Regions from separate parts of the Sus scrofa genome. Here regions 1, 3, 4, 5, 6 and 7 are each linked to region 2. A link is a contact called in public Hi-C, HiChIP or PLAC-seq and promoter capture Hi-C data. All regions are on one chromosome and are shown on one strand. The core of a region is the stretch at or near the end of the contact, and the rest is flanking DNA. Distances in the headings are between cores, read along the strand shown.

What was found. Promoter capture Hi-C pulls out the DNA fragments that hold promoters and counts their contacts. Hi-C and Micro-C count contacts between places; a contact is called where the count stands out from the background. HiChIP or PLAC-seq counts read pairs in DNA pulled down with a chosen protein or histone mark.
Region 1: a contact with region 2 is called in a Hi-C map of liver, with 3 times the contacts expected there. The contact joins the promoter of MPV17L2 here to the promoter of ELL in region 2. A contact is called at or near these places in 2 of 47 Hi-C or Micro-C datasets (heart right ventricle and liver) and 1 of 2 datasets of contacts at active chromatin or transcription factors (alveolar macrophages).
Region 3: an H3K27ac HiChIP or PLAC-seq map of alveolar macrophages shows a contact between it and region 2. The contact joins the promoter of CERS1 here to the promoter of ELL in region 2. A contact is called at or near these places in 2 of 5 promoter capture datasets (fetal skeletal muscle and liver) and 1 of 2 datasets of contacts at active chromatin or transcription factors (alveolar macrophages).
Region 4: a contact with region 2 is called in an H3K27ac HiChIP or PLAC-seq map of skeletal muscle, with 3 times the contacts expected there. The contact joins the promoter of HOMER3 here to the promoter of ELL in region 2. A contact is called at or near these places in 1 of 5 promoter capture datasets (liver) and 2 of 2 datasets of contacts at active chromatin or transcription factors (alveolar macrophages and skeletal muscle).
Region 5: a promoter capture Hi-C map of liver shows a contact between it and region 2, with 2.5 times the contacts expected there. The contact joins the promoter of ARMC6 here to the promoter of ELL in region 2. A contact is called at or near these places in 2 of 5 promoter capture datasets (fetal liver and liver) and 1 of 2 datasets of contacts at active chromatin or transcription factors (alveolar macrophages).
Region 6: a contact with region 2 is called in a Hi-C map of skeletal muscle, with 6 times the contacts expected there. The contact joins the promoter of DDX49 here to the promoter of ELL in region 2. A contact is called at or near these places in 1 of 5 promoter capture datasets (liver), 1 of 47 Hi-C or Micro-C datasets (skeletal muscle) and 1 of 2 datasets of contacts at active chromatin or transcription factors (alveolar macrophages).
Region 7: a promoter capture Hi-C map of liver shows a contact between it and region 2, with 3 times the contacts expected there. The contact joins the promoter of SLC25A42 here to the promoter of ELL in region 2. A contact is called at or near these places in 1 of 5 promoter capture datasets (liver) and 1 of 47 Hi-C or Micro-C datasets (liver).

The regions. Positions count from the first base shown.
Region 1 is chr2:59,611,853-59,615,157 of Sscrofa11.1, forward strand. MPV17L2 (mpv17-like protein 2) reads right to left here and starts at 1,310. Exons shown (of 5, transcript XM_003123505.3): 1 at 829-1,310; 2 at 100-270. The coding sequence starts at 1,060.
Region 2 is chr2:59,275,454-59,278,523 of Sscrofa11.1, forward strand. It overlaps ELL (RNA polymerase II elongation factor ELL), which reads left to right and starts at 1,711. Exons shown (of 13, transcript XM_021083507.1): 1 at 1,711-1,889. The coding sequence starts at 1,755.
Region 3 is chr2:58,949,780-58,952,773 of Sscrofa11.1, forward strand. It overlaps CERS1 (ceramide synthase 1), which reads left to right and starts at 1,744. Exons shown (of 7, transcript XM_021083472.1): 1 at 1,744-2,258. The coding sequence starts at 2,010.
Region 4 is chr2:58,912,334-58,915,396 of Sscrofa11.1, forward strand. HOMER3 (homer protein homolog 3) reads left to right here and starts at 1,616. Exons shown (of 10, transcript XM_021083465.1): 1 at 1,616-1,823.
Region 5 is chr2:58,826,472-58,829,758 of Sscrofa11.1, forward strand. ARMC6 (armadillo repeat containing 6) reads right to left here and starts at 1,938. Exons shown (of 8, transcript NM_001243929.1): 1 at 1,637-1,938. It overlaps SUGP2 (SURP and G-patch domain-containing protein 2), which reads left to right and starts at 1,538. Exons shown (of 11, transcript XM_021083458.1): 1 at 1,538-1,810.
Region 6 is chr2:58,929,107-58,931,959 of Sscrofa11.1, forward strand. It overlaps DDX49 (probable ATP-dependent RNA helicase DDX49), which reads right to left and starts at 1,604. Exons shown (of 13, transcript XM_003123539.4): 1 at 1,439-1,604; 2 at 453-576. The coding sequence starts at 1,553. COPE (coatomer subunit epsilon) reads left to right here and starts at 1,823. Exons shown (of 10, transcript XM_003123536.4): 1 at 1,823-2,032. The coding sequence starts at 1,907.
Region 7 is chr2:58,802,035-58,804,918 of Sscrofa11.1, forward strand. It overlaps SLC25A42 (mitochondrial coenzyme A transporter SLC25A42), which reads right to left and starts at 1,322. Exons shown (of 8, transcript XM_021083444.1): 1 at 1-1,322. LOC100511007 (a long non-coding RNA gene) reads left to right here. Exons shown (of 2, transcript NR_045043.1): 2 at 1-1,207.

The sequences.
Region 1 (3,305 bases), core at 60-2,559, 340 kb after region 2:
TGGGCCACGATGGGAACTCCCACATCCTTCTTAATACAAAGCTGGCTCTGCCTCTCTCAACCTATGAGAGGAAAAACCCAAGATCACAGGGCTCCTTACCCAAGAAATACCAGACGCCCAGCATGGGAGAGGCCACTACTTGGTCGACGAGGACCTTCCGGAGGACGTTTGGGAGGCCACGGAAGCCGGATGCAGGGAGCAGGCGGTCCAGCCAGAGGTACCAGTAGTGCAGGAAGGGGCCCATGCTGCAGCCCACCGCAAACATGCTCGCTGTGGGCAGTCCAAGAGTCAGGGGCACCATATTACACAAGCAAACCCTCCATTCCACTCCCTCCCTAGCGAATACCTAGGTAGGCCTGACACTTTCCCAGAGCCTAACCATAAATTTTTCCATTACTAGCCTCAGCACCAAGCACCATTCCAAGGGCTGCTTTTGTATCTTCTTGCCTCATCCCTTACCACCCTGTCAGAGGGTTCTATCATCACCCCGCTTTCCAGGGGCAGAAACAGAGTCACTGAAGGTAGGGAAGGTAGGGTGTGATCCTAGGCTGGCTGGGGCCTGACGCTGCGCCCTTTACTATTTGGGGGTCAGCATCCTGTACTCAATGTGAGTGGACAGAAACCCTACGTATGGGTGGAGATTAAGAGTCCTAAGGGAGAGGGGATGGAGACCTGGGCAAGGGCTGTTTAGGATGCACGTGGGGTCAAAAGTCTTGCGGGGGACTGAGGCCACAGGTTAGGGGTCACGGCGCACGGGTCTGATCTCCGAATCTGAGGTCGGGCCAAAGGCCCTCTGAAGTTAAAAGCCATCTGCCCTGGACCTCTCACCTGAACGCCGAGGGTCGAACTTCTGGCCCGGCCGGGCGCGGATCTCCCAGGACTGGCGCACGCCGTCTCCGGCCGCCATGAGAGCGCCGCAGCCCAGCGTGTTGGTGACGAGCAGCGCACGGCCTTGGAACAGAGGCTGCCCCGCGGCCAACAGGCTGCGGAGCCAGCGCCAGCCACCAGACGCCATCGTCCGCTGGGACCCGGGAACCGGCGCACCGGCCGCCCATCCCATGCCGACCAATCGCAAGTGATTGCCGCGCCGGGGATGCCTGCCCTGTGCAGTGCTTGCCAATCGCACGCTGTCTTCCTGATTTGCATGCCCTCCTCCAGTCACCCGCGTCAATCGCCGACCGATGGGCGTGTCACTTTACCAGGTATTATCGAATCAAAGCTCCGGATCCCGTCCTGGGGCCAATCGCCGAAAGAAGCCTCGCTCAGCCTTCCGCGTCTTTACAGATCAATCGAAAGTAAGCTTCGAGTCACTACGCGAAAGCTGATTGCTGACCTTCCAGCCTCGTTTCCCCGCCCCTTTCTGCTCTGGCCTATGGGTAACTGCCGCTACACTCTTTCTACCCTACCCAGCAAGGCACTGACCAATCGGAGACTCCCTCAGACTAGCATTATGCTGGCAAATCACTGTCATCTTGCCTATAGCGTTGAGATAGCAGATTTTAGTTACCGAGTTCTCTTGTCTAGTTGCCCTCCATATTTACAGATTCTCCCGGAATTCTTTTTTTTTTTTTTTGTCTTTTTGCCATTTCTTGGGCCGCTCCCGCGGCATATGGAGGTTCCAAGGCTAGGGGGTCTAATCGGAGCTGTAGCTGCCAGCCTACACCAGAGCCACAGCAACGCAAGATGTCTGCGACCTACACCACAGCTCATGGCAACGCCAGATCGTTAACCCACTGAGCAAGGGCAGGGATCGAACCCACAACCTCATGGTTCCTAGTCGGATTCGTTAACCACTGCGCCACGACGGGAACTCCCTCCCGGAATTCTTGAGAAGGGACTTCGGACCTGTGGCCGTGACGGATACTTGAGCTAAAGTCCAAAGCTGGAAAGACTCAGGAAAGTGGGGGCGGGACTACAGTTCTGCTGCGCGCGGAAGCAAAATGGCATTCTTGTCTTAGACCTGAACGTAGCGGGGCTTATGCCCTCAGTTCCAGCATAATAAATATTCGGCACAGTTCTGGGGGCGTGCCGTTCGTTAAGACACCTCACATCAACTTTGCGATGCTGTAGGAACAATTACATCCCCCCGCCCCACCCCCGTGTGTGTGTGTGTGTACTTTTTAGGGCCTTGCTTGCAGCTTGTGGAAGTTCCCAGGCTAGAGATCCTACCAGAGCTGCAGCTGCCAGCCTACACCACAGCCGCCCCAACGCTGTCTCCAAGCCTTGTCTGCGACCTACACCACAGCTCGCGCTCTCGGGATCCTTAACCCACTAATGGAGGACAGGGATTCAACCCGCATTTTCATGGATACTAGTCGGGTTCGTTACCACTGAGCCACAGTAGGACCTCCTACATCCCCATTTTGCCTCCTGTGTTCCTGTAGGGGAAAAATTCGTGTTTGGAAATGGAAAAACTGCATAGGATAGGGGTGTCGCAAGCTATGGTCTGTGAACCAAATCATGTTGCTTCCTGTTTTGGTCAGGCTCGTGAGCTAAGACTGTTTCTTACATTTAAAAAAAAATTTATTTATTTATTTATTTATTTACACTGTACAGCATGGGGATCAAGTTGCACATACATATATACATAATTTTTCCTCCCATTGTCTTGTTGCTATGTAAGTATCTAGACATAGTTCTCAGTGCTCTTTTTGTTTTTTTTGTTTTTTTTTTTTTTGGTCTTTTGAGAGCTGCACCCACGGCATATGGAGGTTCCCAGGCTAGGGGTCGAATTGGAGCTACAGCTACTGGCCTACACCACAGCCACAGCAACGTCTGATCCGAGCCGCGTCTTCGATCTACACCACAGCTCACGGGATCCTTAACCTACCGAGCAAGGCCAGGGATTGAACCCTCAACCTCATGGTTACTAGTCAGGTTCGTTAACCACTGAGCCACGACAGGAACGCCCAAGTTCTCAGTGCTCTTACCTTTTTTAATTGATGGGGGAATAAAAATAATATTCCAGGACATGTGAAAATTATACAAAAATCAAAATTCTAAATCCATAAATAAAGCTATATTAGCAGTTCCCTGGTGGTTCAGTGGTTTAAGGATCCGGTGCTGTCACTGCTGTGTCTGGGGTCACTGCTGTAGAGCTGTTCAATCCCTGTGATTTGGGAAAGACGATACCGGAATCCGGGTTGTTCTCGGCAGTTGAAGAAAGAACTCTGGAAACACGAGCAGCAAGCAAGCAAAGTCTTCATTAAAGAAAAGCAGATGGCTCCCAGGGCTGCTGGGATTGGGGAGAAGAGCCCCCCCCCATTGTCCTTTAGGGGTTTTTATTCCTCAAAGATGGGGCTGTA
Region 2 (3,070 bases), core at 461-2,960:
AAATGACATCCATTATTAATTCAGCACAACCACCCAGTGCTGGAGGTTTTCAATGAAGAAATATAGAAAGGATACAGTGGTTTGGACCCATCTGCCAGATGAGGAAACTGAGGGCTTAGAGAAGTTAAGAGAATTAGGAACACTGCAATATAGAAAGGGACCCAGGTAGCAGAGGCAGGAAAAAATGTAGTCGGGAGGGCTCTGGGTCAGAAAGATCCAAGTTCAAAGTTTCAGGCAGGCCATTCACTGGCAGGGTGTATACCCCTGCTGTCTCATTCCTTTGATTCTGTTTCTCCATTTGTAAACGGAGATATTAATGACAGGCATGGGAAAAAGTTGCAAGGAATCTAGCATTGCCTTTAGGATCAGCCTTTAGGTTCATGGTCAAGGGGTAAATAGATGGCAGTGCCGGCCTGGTAGTGATAGGCAGAGCTAACAAGATCATCTGGGTAGAAACACATAGAAAGTCCCTGAATTCACCTTCCTCCCTTGCCTCACTTCATCCTATGACCACTGTCTGTAATTAGATTAAAATGAGAAGGAGTCCCTGCTATTGTGCAACAGGATCTGCGGTGTCTCTGCAGTGCCAGGATGCAGGTTTGAGCCCTGGCCTGGCACAGTAGGTAAAAGATCTGGAGTTGCTGCAGCTGAGGCTTAGGTCTGGATTGAGGCTTGGATCTGATCCCTGGCCCAGGGAACTCTATATGCCACGGGGCAGCCAAAAAAGGAAAAAAGAGAAATGTCCATAGATACAGAAAGTAGGTTAGTGGTTACTAGGGCCTGGGAAGGGGGAATGAGGAGTGACTACTTTGTGGGTGTGGGTTTTTCCTTTAGGGGTGATGAAAACGTTCTGGAACTAGATGGTGGTAGTGGCTGCACAGCATTGTGGATGTATTAAATGCCACAGAATTGTACACATTAACTAACTTCATGATAGGTGAAATTTTTTTTTTTAATGGGTGAGCAGGACAATCACCATCTCTCAGGGCTCTGGGGGGTGTAGGATTTTATTCTAAGTCTACCCTTAGCACAACACTGTAAATTAACTATATTTTAATTTAAAAAGAAATCTACTGTTACCATGAGCAAAGTTAATCTGACCCCCAATCATCCAACAGCCCCAGGCCCACCTTAGGGGAACCCTATTAGCCCAACCCAGCGTCCAACGCGCGCTCAGTTTACATAGCCACGCCCATCCAGCAGCGGATCCCTCCCCCCACGTGCTTTGCGCGGGCCCCGCCCCCTCCCACGCCCTCAATGCGGCTCCTCGCTGAAGCCAAAGACGGAAGACTTGGAGAGACCTCATAAATAATACATCACGTCATTGGCTGGTGGGGCGGTGCTTCGACTTGCCTGGCTGAGTCAAGATCATGAATAATACACACTGAGGCGGGGCTTGAAGGAGCGCGCGTGTCGAGGCGGAGTCCGGGCGCGGAAGTGGACACCTCTAGGGTCTTGAGAGGTTAGGGATGGGGGGAGTCCATCCACGCCTTACGAAAATGCAGGAAGTCGGGGCGGTAACTATGGGATTCCCTGGGCCCACATGATGCGTGGCCAGCCGCATCTCATGAATAGTGCAGCACGTCAGCGGGCGGTACCGCGGCGTCTGTGGTTCTAGGGGGGTTCCGGCGAGGGCGTGGCCAGCCGCGTCTTATGAATAATGCAGCACGTCAGCGGGCAGCAGGGTGGGGCGTGGCCGGCGCACCGCCCGCACTGGAGCCGGGAAGGGGGGGCGGGGGAGCGATGGTCGCAAGATGGCGGCGCTGAAGGAGGCTCGGAGCTACGGGCTGTCGTGCGGGCGAGTGAGCGACGGTAGCAAGGTGTCCGTGTTCCACGTGAAGCTCACCGACAGTGCTCTGAGGGCCTTCGAGAATTACCGCGTCTGCCAGGTGAGCGGTGCAGGCGGTGCGGCCGTCGGGGACATCGGGACGCAGGTCGGCCTCGCGCTCCTCTCGCCACGGCGTCCTAGCCTGGGGGCGCGGGGTCCGGCTTCTTAGGTGCTGCTTGTGAGTTCCTGGGCCAGCGGGGCGCGGGGTAGGCGCCTGTCCGGCTCGGAGCGCAGGGAACCTCGGCGCCGGGAGGAGAACCTGGCGGGTGGCCCGGGGCGGCCATGGGGCCCGAACTCTCGCTCCTGGTCTGGGGATAGGGGGTCTGTCCGGCGCCTTTCTCGGCCCATCCGGCACCTGAGCAGGAACTGGTCTTTTCACCTGTTCAGGGGAAGGGGTGGAGGCCCCGCTGTCCGAGCTCGGAGGTGGGGGTTTGGGGCTTCTTTGGCTCCTTTGCGGGATGGCCGGTAGGGATGACTGCCTGCACTCCCGAGGAGCAGCTTTTCCGTCTTGGTCACTGGTAGGGTGGGTCAGTGGGGCACCGCTGTCGGAGCACCTGTGGGGTTTTGTTCCGTTTGTATGGGGAGGTTGTGTCTGCACTTGGGGGCTGTCTTTGATGCTTTCCAATGAGGCCCCTGGAGTTGGGTTCACTTTTCGTTCCTGGGAAAGGAAATTTGGGCAAAACCTGTCAACTCGCCTCCAACTCCCCAGGTGACCAGGTCTCACTGGACACCTTTAGAGAGTAGGAGTGTTTTGAGAAGAAGAGGCTGTGATTGTGGAGGGGGGGATTGCTGGTATGGTGCCTTTAGAAGATTGGGAGCCTGTGGTGGGCACCTGGGAGGGAGCTCTGGCCACCGCACCTGGCTCCTGACTCACAAACTTCTCAGGGGCTGATTTGGGTCCATCTGGCTAAGTTCAAGGCGTTTCAGTTCTGCCACCTGGCGGGGGGTGGGGGGGGTTGGGGAGAGGCTTCTGTGTACCTTCTTTCAGGCCTGACTGTAGGGTACATCTGGGGCCCTGGTCAGAAACTGCTTCTTCCCATTTCTGTTTGTGTCATGGCGCCCTCCTCCTGTGTTGGGACAGAAGTTGCAGGTGCCCAGTGGTCAGGTCCTGAGGGGAAGTGGTTTGGGAGCCCTTTTACCTCCTCACTGGGAAAGTAGGGGCTTCATCGTGGCTAGGGGGAGCAAGGGGTCTGGTGTCAGGTTCAGGAAGGCCCCGCCCTCTGAGAGAAAGAGAAAGAAGAG
Region 3 (2,994 bases), core at 494-2,993, 330 kb before region 2:
AGGCCTGCCTTCTCATGTGGGGCAGGGCATGGGTGCCCTCCTTGAGACCTCAGCAGCCCCTCACTGGGCTCCCAGTGCCCCAGCCGGCAGCCATCAGTACCAGGAGCCGCTTTCTGCTCTGCACCCACCCTTTGGCAACCTCCCATCTGGACTCTGCCAAAATGAAACTTGAGGCTGGACTGGGGTGGGTGGGTGGGGGCCCTCTCCTATTACTGATGGGTGCCATGGTGACCAGATAGTGCCTGGGTGGGAGGGCACAGATGAGTGGTTGGGACCATGCAAGGCTGCCTGACTGGCCAGGCCAGACCTATGGGGGCATGTCCAGCAGCCTGGGACCCCTTAGTGCCCCACTGCTTGCCAGGCTGACTGAGGCATCAGTCATCAAAGGGGACAGATGAACCCCTCTGCCCACATTGAATACACATTCAAAAATAACAGGAGGTACAGCAGGATGGATGGTGACAGATACCAAAGAAGACTGATGGAGGGTGGTGTCAGGGAGGTAGGACAAGAAGGTGACATTGGTAGGTAAAGCCTAATGGTGAAGGAGGAGCCCTGCCAGTACCTGGAGGAACACCATTCTAGGCAGGGGGAACAGCCAGGGCAAAAGCCCTGGGGTGGGACTGCCTGGGGTGTTGGAAAGCCACCTATAGCTCAGAGGCCAGTGTGGCTGGAACGGAGGGAGCAAGGTGGGGGGCAGAGGAGAGCATGAGGGTGGGTCATGAGTCACAGGAGATGGGCTTTTACTCTGAGTGATGGGAGCTGTGGAAGGCTGTGAGCAGAAGAGGCACAGGTAGGCTCCCTCTGGCCTCTGCAGGGTAAAGAGGAGGCCATGATACCAGGCAGGAGTTACAAGGGTGGCCGAGGGTCATGTAAAGGCTATGCAGTTGCAGAGAAGTGGCTAGATTCAGGAACATTTGAAGGTGGGGCACACTGGATGCTGATGTGCTGCAGGAACTGGGGGAGGGGGTTGGCAGTGGAAGGAGGGATGAGGGCCCCGAAACTCCTCTACCTGCTTTCCCCTGCACACCTGAAGATCATGTCGGGCTGGTGGCCATATGCGCCCCACACTGATTCCTGCACTCCGCACCTTGAAAAGCTATGGGAGGACTCCTAGGCAGGGGGAAGGGAGGGACACAGGTGTGTCAGAGGCCTGGGGACTGGGAATGAGGGCTAGCAGTGGCAGGTGAGAGGATGTCCCCAAAAGGCCACTGATACCCTCACTGATGGCCAGTAGGGCTTCGGATACAGGGCCCCGTTAGTGGACATTGGAAGATCACTGCAGTGGTCCCAATGAAATGGTGGTCTTGATCCAGCCTCTGAATTCCCCCGCGCGCGCACCCACTCCCTCAGCCTCCCTCAAGGTCTATGTTAACCTGCGGCAGGGAGGCCTCCGAAGTCCTCAGGGTCACGGAGGCAGCAGGTGGGCCCTCATGTCAGTGAACAATGAGGTCTGAGTGTGGGAGGCAAGAGAGGTGTGCTGGAGGGCCTGCTCTGTCGGTCCAGAGCACGGCCTGTTGGTGACCATCGTGCCCCAAGTCGTGGACAGCCTGGTGGGGTGGGGGAGGCCAGGGTGGGCAAGGGCATCCAGGCGGGTACGGGGTGGAGACATGGGGCCGCTCTGGCCCTGCTAGCGGGTTCAGTCAGGCGGGCGCTGGGCAGACACCCCCTTCCCCCCGCCTCCCCGGCTCCTGGGTTTCCTTCGCTGGAAAATGAGCCCGAGCGTGGGCCCGCCTCCAGGACGCGACGCGACAACGCCGGGACTTGTGAGCCGGAGGTCGCCGCCACTGCCTCCAGGGAACTCAGCTTCGGCGCGCCCCCAAATCACGGACGCCGCGCCCCCACCCCGAGTCCCCGTGGGGCGGAGCTAGAGCCGGCCCCGCCTCTCCGTCCCCCGCGCTCTGGCCGGCGCGCCCCCGGCCCAACTGCGGCGCGTGACGCGGGGCGCACAGCTCCGGCGGCCACCGCGGGCGGGCGCAGACGGCCGAGACGGCCGGCTAACGGGCTGCATGTCGGCGGCGGGGACTGCGGCGGGGCCGGCCGGGCCCGAGCCCATGCCGAGCTACGCGCAGCTCGTGCAGCGCGGCTGGGGCAGCGCGCTGGCGGCAGCGCGGGGCTGCGCGGACTGCGGCTGGGGGCTGGCGCGCCGCGGCCTGGCCGAGCACGCGCACCTGGCGCCGCCCGAGCTGCTGCTGCTGGCGCTGGGCGCGCTCGGCTGGACCGCGCTGCGCTCGGCGGCCACTTCGCGCCTCTTTCGGGTCAGTGCTGCTGGGGGTCAGGACTTGGGTGCCCCGGGTTGCGGAGCTGGGATGTTTGAGGGTCCCGGGACGGAGACCCCGGGCCGCCGCGCGCCCCCTATCTCCGTGAGCCAGAGTGACTGGAACGTGGGGGGCCTCGGGCCGAAGGAGCTCGGGGCGCCGAATCCTGGGCCGCCTCGTGCCCCTTTCGGTCAGTGCGGGATGGCGGTGGGGGTGGGGGTGGATGCGGGGGTGTGGCCGGGTTGGGGGAAGCCTAGAACGTGGGGACCCGGACACGAGTAGCCTGTTAAAAGATGTAGGGGAATTCGGGCACCACCCATTCCGGCTGGTGCGGGAGCCCCAGGCGGTGGGAGGGCCTGAGCTGCCGCGCACACTAGGGCCGGGAGGAGCTGGGGACGGAGGAACGGAGGACGCGGGTTGGAAAAGCTCGGCGCACAGGGGCCGCCTGCGCCTTGTGCCTCTGGGCCTTGCAGGGCGCGCTCGGAACCAGAGCGGTGTCCGGGATCGGTGTGGCAGCGGGACTGGCTTGTCCGCTGTGCTGGGAAAAGGCAGGAGCTGCTGGGTCGCTGCCGCGCGCCTGTCTGGAATCAGCGCCACCCTCTGACCAAGGGATGCAAGGGCCTGGGCTCCCCGGCCACGCCGTGTTCACAGCCTTTGGGGAGATGGCACGGCTTGGGTCTTCGAAGCTGAACTGTGTGGCTTCCAAGGGCTCGCGACCGAATTAGTCAGTTTTCAG
Region 4 (3,063 bases), core at 366-2,865, 360 kb before region 2:
TCTTGGCCTGGGAATAAGTTTCTAGAAATTATACAAACTGGAATTCACCTAAAGGTAATTTGAAGGGAGCTACCAGCTCAGCTGTGCAATTCTTGTTGGGGTGGGGATGGGGGCAGACAAATATACTAGAACAAGAAAAGGAGGAGTTTCTGTTGTGGCTCAGCAGGTTAAGAACCCAACTAGTATCCATGAGGATGTGGGTTCAATCCCAGGCATTGCTCAGTGGGTTAAGGATCCCTCGTTGCCACAAGCTGCGACATAGATCACAGATGTGGCTCTGATCTGGTGTTGACTATGGTTCTGATTGGACCCCTAGCCTGGGAACTTTCATATTCCTTAGGTTCAGCCCTAAAAAGACAGGGGAAAAAAAAATGGCAAACACTTCTGAGGTTTGAGAAAGCTCACAAGTGAGTCTCCAAGCTTCAGGGAAGTGCAGGTTCTGAGGAGCCTCAGTGCTCTGTCCAAGAACTCGGTGGCACTGTGTGACTTTGGAGGGAGGAGTCTCCAGGGAAAGGGCAGATAATAGGATTGACAAGGGGGCCCCACAGGCAGGCTCGGATCAGGGGAGACTGAACTCAGTTCCAGAAGGACCCTCTCCCAGCAAGCGTATGAAGGGGTGGCTTCCCTCTGACCAGAGGTGGCAAATGCAGGCCTGTGGGCCTCCAGGCAATTTTCTCATTTGGTGGGACCTGGACAATGATGTTCCTTCCACCTCAGTCTTTGGACCCTATAACACAGCAACAATAATCCTAACCCAACCTCACTAGCATTTCTTTTTCTTTCTTTTCTTCTTCTTTTTTTTTTTTTAGGGCCACACCTGACCCACAGCACATGGAGGTTCCCAGGCTCGGGGTTGAATCAGAGCTGCAGCTGCAGGCCTTCACCACAGCCACAGCAACCTGAGATCTAGGCCCATCTGAGACTTACACCACAGCTCACAGAAACACCAGATCTTTTTACCCACTGAGCGAGGCCAGGGATGGAACCCACATCCTCCTGGGTACTAGTTGGGTTTGTTTGGGGTGAGCCACAACAGGAACTCCCCTCACTAGCATTGTTACAGTTGTTTGGGGGGATCAGGGTGGGATGGGAAAGCAGGCAGGGATTCTGAGCAGGGCATCCTGTATCAAGCCCCTTAAGTGCCTACTGTTTGCCTCTCTCTCACCTTCTTCTAGGCCCCTCTCCGCCCAAGTCTCTTTGGTTTTCTAGAAACACGCACTGAGCTCCTACCGTGTGCAGACGCCTGGACCCACAAGGCGTCAGATGTGCGCTGCCTCTGGATTCCCATCAGGTGAAGAGGGACTTGACCCCCCATCACAGGCAAAAGCAGCAGTGATGGGGAGGGTCCGGCTCACTCTTGAACAAAGGATGAGGCCACATTCTATTCTGTCCACCTAGGCCTGTCTCTGACTCCCTCCTCCATCTCTCTGTCTCTGGGTCTGGGTCTCTGTCTCCACTGCATCCCCTGTCCCCTTCTGTACCCATCTTAATATCCCGTCCACAATCCTCCCCACTTCCTCCCTGCTCCCACCCCTCCCTCTCCCCCTCGCCGCGGAGGGCCGGCAGGGGGCGCTGCGGGACGGCCTCGGCCGCCCGGGGAGGCGGGGCGGGCGGCGGCCGCGTCGGGACCGGCCGCGATGGGACCGGAGGCGGCGCGGGCGGCGGCGGCGGCGCAGACAAAGGCGCGGGCGGTGCGGCGGGCGGCGAGGAGGGCGCGGGCCCCGGAGCCAGCGAGCGAGCGGGGCGCCCGGCTTCGGGGAGTCGGCGCCGTGGGGCCGCACCCGTCTCGCGCCCGGACATTTGCGGGGCGCCGAGCCGTCAGGGTGAGCCTGGATAGCTGAGCCTGCACTGGGTGCAGGGGGTTGGGGGCGCGAAGTTCTGGGACTGGGGACAGGGCTCGGGGGTCCTCGAAGTTCCGAATACGGAGGCTGGGGGCGGATCAGGGAGCCCCGAAGTTCCAGGGCTTGAGAGGGCACAGGAACCCCGAAGTTCCGGAGTCGGGGTCGAGGAGGGCACAGTACGCCGGGTTCCCCAAATTCCGGACCTAAGGTGGAGGGGAGGCGCGAGGGGACGCCGAAATTCCAGACCTGGGGATGGAAGGGTGGCAGGGGTCCCCGAAGTTCAAGAGCCAGGGACAGCGGGGAGGATCCCCTAAGTTCTGGACCTGTAGTTGCAGGAGGTAGATAACACGTCCCCGAAGTTCTGGATCCGGAGTCAGGGGGAGGGGGGGAGGCGTAGCAGGGATCTTGGAAATACCAAGGTCCGGGATGGCACTTCCTGCATTTGGGGCGCACATGGGGCACCCCGCTTCTGACGGGTGGGGATTCGATTCTGAGCGAGTATCTCCTCAGATCCCCTGGGCTGGGGTTCCTGGGGTGGGGCTTCGCCCCCTCACGCGATTGTGGATCCAGTACACCGGGCGGGGTCAGGCCCCCCTTTGGGAGCCCCGCTGCCGGCAGCAGCGGCGTCCGAGGCGCATGACTAGTTGGTGAGTAACTTTCCCCAACGCCTAGAATCGCTGCAGGAGCATCCGGGCAGGGAGGCCCGAGTTTCTGGGACCCCCTGCGCCCGGAACCCTGGCTCAACCCGGGACCTAGCCCCAACCCTGGCCAAAGTCGCTGCCCCTCCCCCACCCAGGGGCTCCGGTTTCAGACCCTGTGACCGGGACAGCAGCTGCCCAGGACAGAGGAGGGGGGCATTCCCCCTCTGACCATGGAGGCTGCTGGGTCGGGGCCTCTCTTCCCTTAGTTTGCCTCCCCCTTCCCCCAGGTCCTCCCCTAGGACTCCCCCCCCAACCCCAGGGTGTTCAGATTAAGTGGTGAGAGGTGATGCGGACTGAGTGGTGATTGGAGGCCACCACCTTGAACCTGTTTAGCCACATCTTGTTTTTTTAACTAGGCTGAGGGCTCCCTGGGGGCTTTGACTCTGAGGTGTGCCTCTGCCCTAAGGTGGAAGCTGAGGGGTCTCTTTGTGGGTCCAGAAGGGGACTGGTTTACCAGTAGGCACCTGCCAATGCCCCACTTTTTGATGGAGGCTCTGCTTTGGGAGTGATGGATGAATGTG
Region 5 (3,287 bases), core at 688-3,187, 450 kb before region 2:
CTCTTCCTGGGAACCTTCCCTGACCACTCAGACAAAGCCGGTGTACTTTTGGCTCCTTCTGCCCCAAGAACTTCCCTCTGTCCAGACTTAAGAGCCCTGAGCTGCAGGGGTCAGTGTTTGGCTCTGGGACCAGCCCTTAGGCCAGACCTTCAGGGTCCCCTAGATCCAGCCCAGCGCTGGGAGCCAGACTGAAAGTTCAGATCTTGGAGTTCCCATTGTGGCTCAGTGGCTAACGAATCCAACTAGGAACCATGAGGTTGCGGGTTTGATCCCTGGCCTCGTTCAGTGGGTTAAGGATCCGGTGTTGCCGTGAGCTGTGGTGTAGGTCGAAGATGTGGCTCAGATTCCACGTTTCTGTGGCTCTGGCATAGGCCAGTGGCTACAGCTCCAATTAGACCCCTAGCCTGGGAACCTCCATATGCCACAGGAGCGGCCCTAGAAAAGACAAAAAAAAAAAAAAAAAAAAGAAAGAAAGACAGAAAGACAGAAAGACAGACAGACAGACAGACAGACAGACAGAAAGGAAAGAAAGTATAGATCTGGAGCTTATGAGAAAGATGGTGCCTGGGAATGGTCACCTGGGAGCCACCTGGGGAATAGCCTCAGCCAGAAGAGGAGAGACAAAGCATTACCAGCTCTGGTACTGCATCCAAGGCATGTTAGGGGGAAGGGAGTCATCAAGGCTCCCAACTGACAGCCAGCTTCCCTTTTAAAGCCACAGTTCTGCTTATCAAAAAAACTGTCCTGATGAGCCAAGGACTCTGCATGATTCCTCTCCCTTCACCTGCCACACCCACCCTGGTTCAGGTGGCCTCACCTGCTTTCTCCCTGCCATACCCAGAGCCTCTACTCTCCACAAGGCAGCCAGAGAGAGACTTGAAAGCTCAGGGACCACCTCACTCACCTATTCAAAATTCTGCAGTGGCTTTCCAACCTTTGAGAACAAGACCCATGAGTTCCCTGGTGGCCTAGCAGTTAAGGATCCCATGTTGTCATTGCTATGGCTTGGGGCACTGCTGTGGCAGCGGGAGTTCTATCCCCGGCCCAGGAAGTCCCGCATGCCATGGGTGCAGCCAAAACCAAAACCAAAACCAAAGCCAGTCTCCTTACCAGCACTTTTCCTACCGGGACCTTCTCACCTGTGCTTCCCTGCTTCTTTCTCATTCTTCCCAGCTATCCAAGGGACAGCCTTCATAATCACTCTGGTCAAAGCATCCCCCGCTCTCCCATCACATCACTCTTTTATAATTTTAACATTATCTCAACATGGAGCGAAATAGTTCATTTATTTATTTGCTTTTGCTGTCTAGCCTCCTCCCCCAATGAAATTTAACTGCATGAGAGCTGGAGCTCCTTTTGTTAAACACCTTCCTCCATCCCCCCACCCCCACCAGCCTAGCATGGGGACGGACATGCAACAGTCACTCAGTACATATACAGGTGCTGAAAGAATGAATAAATGAAAAGAAAGCGAAAAGCAAGGAAGTGGGTAATTTTGTCTCCTGGCGGCTTCCGTAACAGTCTTTCATTACCCAAAACCAAGTCCTTGAAGGCCGCGCCACGGTCACTAGTCCGACCCCACGGCGTCCACTCCCTGCCTTGCGCGCGAGGGGGCTCGGCAGTCGCCACTTCTCACCCGGTCTTCCCGGCCACGTGGGAAAAGGGTGGGGTTCGCGGCTGTCACCAGCTGCAGCGCCGCTGGTCCCTTTCGGCCGCCGTACGCGCGCAGGCGCGCTGGCGCCGCCTCGCCTCGGCCCCTCTCAGCCTGGAGAACCGCTCCCTGGGTGACCAAGGGTGATCGCGGGTACAGGTAAGGCCAAGAGAGCCAACAGGTGTGAGGCAGCGGCGTCTCTGCCACCTTTTCCGGCCTGCTTCCCGTTACCGCCGCCGCCGGCAGACAAATTTTTTTGCCTCGGGAGTATCCGCCCCGAAGACCAGGCAGTGCGCCTGCGCAGAAGGGTTTGGCGACCGCTGCCTGCGTCCGTGCATCCCGGCTCGGTGGCGGCCTGCGCCTGCGCGGCGCGGCGCTGCGGAGACCGTTGGCTCATTTGCATGTCCCCGCCTCGCGCGGTGGCGGCGGCGGGTGAGGAGCCTGAGGCGGTGGCGGGGGCGGCTCCGCGCGCGGTGGGCTCGGGGTGAGGCCCGGGCCCGGGCGTCGTCTGCGGGTGGACCCCGGGGTGGTGGGGCTTGGGCGCAACACCGGGAACCCTGGGTCCCCGCGATGGCGCAGCGGGCTCGGCCCTTGGGCTGCGCGGCGGCCGCGTCAGCCTGGGGGGCGGTCTGCGGCCTCCCGGGCCTGACGCCCCCTTTTCTTCATCTTCGGAGGCTGAGAGGAGGCGGGCCGCTCCCGAAGGGGTTTATTCGTTCGTTCATTCATTCAGCCTGAGCCTGGAACAGCCCCTCTAGTGGGACAGTAACGGCGGCGGGTCGCTGAATTCGGCTGTTTGCTTTTTTTTTTTTTTTTAACCGATTCCATCCCCACAGCAACTCCTCATCATGAGCTGCCCATTCTATAGGTGGGGAAGTGGAGGCTCAGAAAGGTTAGGTCACTTGAATTGATCCCGGGCCACCTGGCCGGGAGACCCTCCCCTTCGATAGCACAGAGCAAGGGGTGCCTCAGAAAAAGGGCTGAAGGATGGGAAAAGGAGGTGATGATTATAAGAAATGAGTATAAGGCAGAAACAAGTTTGGGTTTTGAGGTTGGAGATTTCAAGATGGAAGGGATATCTTGGTGGTAAAGGACATTGCTACTGGATTCCCCTGTTTTGTTTTTCAGTCTTTTTCTACTCAGCCTTTAGGGCTTTGTCCCCACCACCAGGGCCCTGTGTGCCAGGTTCCAGTCTGGGCTACCTGACCTTGCATGGGTCACTGAGTCTGAATTTCCCTTTTGCATTTTTGTATAATTTTATTCATAATAGGACCCACTTCTTTCCTGGGTTGGTGTGAGAAGTAAATGGGCTTGTGGGATTCCCTCCCCTGCAGCAGGACCTGGCACAGAGTAAGCTCTGTCAGTAGGTCATTGTCACTGGTCAGGGACTTCTCCACTCACTCACTGAGAATTCTCTGTCAGAGGGGAAGTCTGCTCTCAGAGTTTCTTTGCTCTGTCTGTGAAATGGGAAAACAGAAATGGGAAATATCACATCTTCCCTAACCACCATTTGCAAGGTTAGGTTTGTCCCTGCTCCCCTACACTGTTGTGTTCAGTTTTATGTATTGCTTCGTGCAGTCCTTCAGTAACCCCAGGAGACAGGACTGCTTTTATAGAGCTGCTTTTAAGGGATTCTGAG
Region 6 (2,853 bases), core at 354-2,853, 350 kb before region 2:
TGATACTGAGTGTTGGAGGCTCATTGTGCCCCTGCCCTCTAACCAGGTCCCAGAACAGCTCATGGCTCGTCACCTGCCAGTCCCACTCAAACTGGCCCTGTCTCTTCCCATGTCCTCAGCAATGACACCACAGTCTTCAAAGCCTGAGACCCAAGTGTCAGTACCCCCTCCTCAAGGGCTGGTCAGTGTCCAGGTCCCCTCCTCTCTGCCCCCAGCTCCAGCTCCGCCCAGGCCTCTTTTCTGCCCATGTCCCTACTTCCTGATCTTCCTGCTTGCCCTAAATCAAGCCTCATGCTCAGCACTTTCCACATATCATCTTGTTTAATTCTTCAGTACCCCTAAGACATGGGCTTAATCTCTGTCCCCATTTTGCACAAATGCAAAGTGCGCTTGCCCAAGAGAACACAGCTGGTTAGCTCCCCCAAGAGGCCTATTGGGGGCCAGAAGCTCACCTTGTGGGTGTCAGGACGAGGCAGAAGATACCATAGGGATCTTCAGACAGCTTCTGCAAGATGGGCAGGACAAACGCTGCTGTCTTGCCGCTGCCTGTCTTGGCACAGCCGAGGCAGTCCCGACCTGGACAGAGGGCAAAGCAGCATCAGAGGTATAACAGATGTTCCACTGGGCCCAGTGTATAACAGCTAAGGTCTAATAAGCAGTTACTGTATGCTCAATACTGGCGTGTGCTCTTTCTGTTTCAGGATTCTGATAACTTACTGTTTTAGCAACTGACAAATTTTAGGAGGAAGAGGCCATTACCATTCCCACTTAACAGAAGGGAGAACAGATCTCAAAGCTTTGCCCAGGACACACTGCCAGTGAGTACAAGCTGGACTAGAACCCACATGCATCTGACCTGAGATGTCTGCTACTAATCACTACCTCATTTTGACTCCTTCCCAGGGATAGAAGCTTGGGAAACCCAGAATGTTCTCCAAAATCTGCATCCTATGCTCCCAAATGATGCCTTCAGCTTTATTTAATCTCTCAATTTGTCCATCTGAGGCTTCCTAAAAAGCCAGAGGAGTGAGGAGAAAAGCAGTCTACAGACTAGAGTCCTAAATTTACCTAGGTTTACCAGTTGTCGGTACCGGTAATACCGACAACCTCAGTTTCCATCTATGAAATGGAGATAGTAATACAAACTACCGAATTTTCCCAGTGTTATCTACCAGTCACTCATCAAATCATCCCAGCGCTCTGAGGCTATCTATGAGAGCTTCAGAAATTACACCACTTGTGTGCGGAAACACGGCGAGTCAATCGTACAGCCTAAACGCCAACACTGAGTAGTCGACTCCGAGAAACCAGGCTCGCCCGTGAGGCCCCAAAGCTGCCCCTCGACCCACGGTACCGGTGTGGGCAAAAGGGGCGAGAAGGCAAAGTAAGGCGACAGGAGCGGGGAAACCTCCTGTAGAAGAGGCCTAGGTACACTCACCCTCCAGGATGGCGGGGATGCAGCCGAGCTGCACGGGCGTGGGCTGCTTCAAACCCAGCTGCCGACATTGTTCCACCAGCCACGATGACAGCCCGAGCTCAGCAAAGCCAGCCATCCTCTCAGTCAGCCCGGCACCCCTGTGAGCCGTGCTTCCGGCGCTTGTCGATGACGTCAGGGAAGCCTTCGCGTTTATTGGATCTACCTTTTGCGCGGCTCCACCCTCTGCAGTTTACTGCCATTCCTAGGCTCATTATATCCTTACCATGTTTTCCCCGAGCCCGCAGACTCGAATACAACTACAATTCCCGAGATGCCCTGTGAACGCACGTGCGTCTCCCGCCCCTTTAACTCCTCTTTAAGCTCATTTCCAGGGAGCCGAGTAAACTACATTTCCCGGAGGCTCTGCGGTGGCTCTGTGCTTCCGGCCGACGTGTCCTCAGGAAGAGGAAGGGGTAAGAACACAGCGACATGGCGCCACCGGCACCCGGCCCGGCCTCCGGCGGCTCCGGGGAAGTAGATGAGTTGTTCGACGTAAAGAATGCCTTCTACATTGGCAGCTACCAACAGTGCATCAACGAGGCTCAGCGGGTGAAGGTGGGCTAGGGGATGCTAGGGGCGGAGGCGGGGGCGGAATACGCTTCCTGTTGGCCACGGGTCGTGCTCTGATTTTAAAACCCTTTCTTTCCTCGTCCCGTTTTTCCTCTCACACCTCTTTAGAGCGCGATAAGGAATTATCCCTGTCCCATGACAAAACCCAAAGCAGCAGCAGTTTATGATACTTCTCACTTTGAGCGCTCTTAGCCTGGGAGGCGTTTGAGTAAAAGAGGGGTTTCTTACCGCTATGGTAATAACAATGGCGAGGTTATTACGCTATAGTAATGATAATAGTAACAGTAATTCTTGTTGGTTCAGCGCCCACACTGTGCCGCCATACCCTCAATACCTGTGAAGTAGGGACGTTGTTTATCCTCATTGTCCAGGTGAGAACTCCGAGGCTTTTCGCAATGTCACCCTGTCCCATTAACCAGATTATTTCTCTCCAAACATGCCCATTCGTTCACTCCTCATGGAGTATCTGTATAAGCCAGGCAGAGTGCTCGTGCTGGGCTCAAAGCAGTACAAAATAGACAAAACTCCCAGCTCTCTTGGAAACCTCAGCTCCCAAGGGAGACAGAGAATTAACAAGTTAATAAACAAGATGTCAGGAGATGGTGTGATGGGGAGTGGTGAGGGGGCTTGGCTGTTTGAGGGCTGAAAAATAGAGTCCAGGGCCCAGGCAGTGAGCGGGTGACAGGAGAGGGAGCAGAAAGGACCTTAGGCAGTACTTTTGGGGAAGGGTCACGGATATTACAGTTACTTTGAGAGTGAGCCATTGGAGAATTTTTTTTTTTTTTTTTAAGGGCTGCACCTGCGAC
Region 7 (2,884 bases), core at 72-2,571, 470 kb before region 2:
GGGAGGCGAGGGCCTGTAGGCAGGCGAAGATTGGAGCCCTCGGAGAAGATGGGCAGCCCCAAGGACCAATCGCTTGGGAGAAAGGGCGGGGCTCCAAAGAAGCTGGCGCGACTGGCAGCGAGGAACGGAGGGCGTAGCCCGGAGGGCGACGGAGATTGGCTGCGAAGCCAAAGACAGGCAGGGCCGGCGGCCAGTCGCGAGGGCCGTGGGCGGTGCGCCCTGGACCAGACTTTGGAGCAAAGGAGGTGTAGAGTTTGGCCCTGAGCACTGTGGCCCGAGGTGGCCTTGGGAGTCTGGCGTAGGGTCCCCTCAGGCTGTGGCAAAGTCAGGCTCTCTGGCCACCCAGTGCAGAAGCAGGACCTCCAACTTGAGCGGCGAACTTGGCCACTAATAGGAAATACCCACTATTCCCCTGCAAAGGATACGGAGGGGGCAGAGAGTCTCGCTGGAAGTCACTCAGCTGTCCTCCACAGCTCCGGGTAATGGCAAAATGTGGAAATAGGTGGAATCTTACGTGCTTTGTGATCTTCTGGAAATGTTTGACTTCTCCGAGTACAAACTTGCTCCTCACAGGACTGAATGACATCCCTGTCAGGCCACTTCCCTGCTAAATCTTTGGTGAATTAACTGAATCCTAACCAGAATCCCATGAGGTCAAAGCGACTACTGGCTCCATTTTACAGAAACCAGAACACAGAGAGGTCAAATCCTTGCCCATGCTCACACAGCACTTCAGCAGGCCCAAAGTTGCCTGGTTTTTGGAAGTAGGGTAAGGCCGTGCCAAAGGACAGCCATGGGGGACCTGAGTGACACAGGTTTGAATACTTGTCCAGCCACTAGCTGACATTACAACAGATATGGTGTACGAGTCCCTGAGACCTTATGTTCTGAAGTAAAAGACTTTCTTTAGCCTCCCAAACTCAGTCTCAAAAAACTGACTCAAGAGTTAATGATTAGGAAATATTGTTACGGCTAAAAAACTAGTTAAAACAGGAGTTGCTGTTGTGGCTCAGTGGTTAATGAACCTGAGTAGTATCCATGAGGATGGAGCTTCAATCCCTGGCCTTTCTCAGTGGGTTAAGGATCCAGCATTGCTGTGGCTGTGGTGTAGGCCAGTAGCTACAGCTGCGATTTGACCCTAGGCTGAGAACCTCCATATGCTGCAGTGCGGCCATAAAAGACAAAAAGACCAAAAAAAAAAAAAAAAGAAAAACAAAACTAGGAAAACAGTCTCCATTATATTATGTCCTACCTTGACCCACTAACTTATTACTAATGGTTACTTTCTTTTCTTCTTCTTCTTCTTTTTTTTTTTTTTGTCTTTTTTGTCTTTTCTAGGGCCGCTCCCACGGCATATGGAGGGTCCCAGGCTAGGGGTCAAATTGGAGCTGTAGCTGCCGGCCTACACCAGAGCCACAGCAACGCCAGATCTGAGCCATGTCTTCGACCTACACCACAGCTCACGGCAGCAACGGATCCTTAACCCACTGAGCAAGGCCAGGGATTGAACCCGCAACCTCATAGTTCCTAGTCAGATTCATTAGTCACTGAGCCACGACAGAAACTCTAGTTAGAGTTATATTGCACCTGGTGTTTTCTTTTCATCTGAAACACTTCCTTAACACCCCCTTCCTTTTGTGAGCAATCTTCACTTCAGAGAGAAGGTCAAGGTTCAATAACCCCAAAGACCACCAGAGACTGTCACCAGACCACCTGACTCTGGCCTTGATGACTTTGAAATGATCTATGGAGGGAGAGGAACACAGGCACCCAAATCCTTACCAACAGCCCTGTTTTCTCAGGCTAAACCTATAAAACCCCTTGCTATCCCCTCTCAAGGCAGGACACAGTTTTGAGGGTGTTAGCCTACTGTGGCCTCCTCTGCCTCGCAAAGTAATAAAGCTGTTCTTTCTGCTTTGCCCAAAACTCTGTCTCCAAGTCTTAATTTGTGCTGGTGTACAGAGGCCACATTTCGGCTATTCAACCTTAGGCAATGCACTTGTGAACCTCAGTTTCCTCAAGGGACAATGATTCCTACACCTGATCTTTCCTCTCTGGGGCTGCTCCCCTGGGAGAACTTACATTCCAGCCATCACCTTGACCTTCTGGTGAAAGCATTTGACCCTGCACAGATCACATCTGGCCTGTGAGCCCCAGCTTTTCTGTGAGGTGTGGGGTCATGAGATTCTTTGCAGATAGTTAGGGAGACACTTGCAGTCCAGCACCAGGCTGTGTCACTGGCACCTCCCCAAAGCCTACCCTGTTCTCTGACTCACAAAGTGCACCCCTTTAATCTCTGGGGCATAGAGGATTACAAATATTCCCAGATACTGGCTCTTATTTCTTCTAGGTGTGGGCGGGTGTTGGTGGAAATCGAGTTAAGAACAAGAGAATCCTGGGAGGGAGCAAGGCTGAGCTAGACTGTAATAAGTGCTCACAGTTTAGATCTGGACAATCCCCCGGCTAAGTTCTCAATCCATAACTTTGCAAAGGGCCCATCTGAGGATACAATGAGGGCTCACAAGGGGAAGTCACTAGCTTGAGGTTACCATCAGATGCCTGATATTCCCATGATGTTCCCACCTGAGTCTCTGCTCAAATAGCTCCCAACTGTGGTTTGCTTCCCTGCAATTTCCAGGCCCTAGTCTCCATCCTGCCCTCTGGAGAAGAGATGGAAGCTGAGTCTGGTGAACACCTACTGGGTATCATATCCTTGCAGGGCTCAAATATCATCTTATGGAGTTCCTGCTGTGGCACAACAGGGTTGGCAGTGTCTTTGGAGCATTGGAACACAGGTTTGCTCCCTGGCCCAGTAGGTTAAGGATCCAGCATTGCCACAGATGCAACTTATGTATATCACAATTTCAGCACAGATCTGATCCCT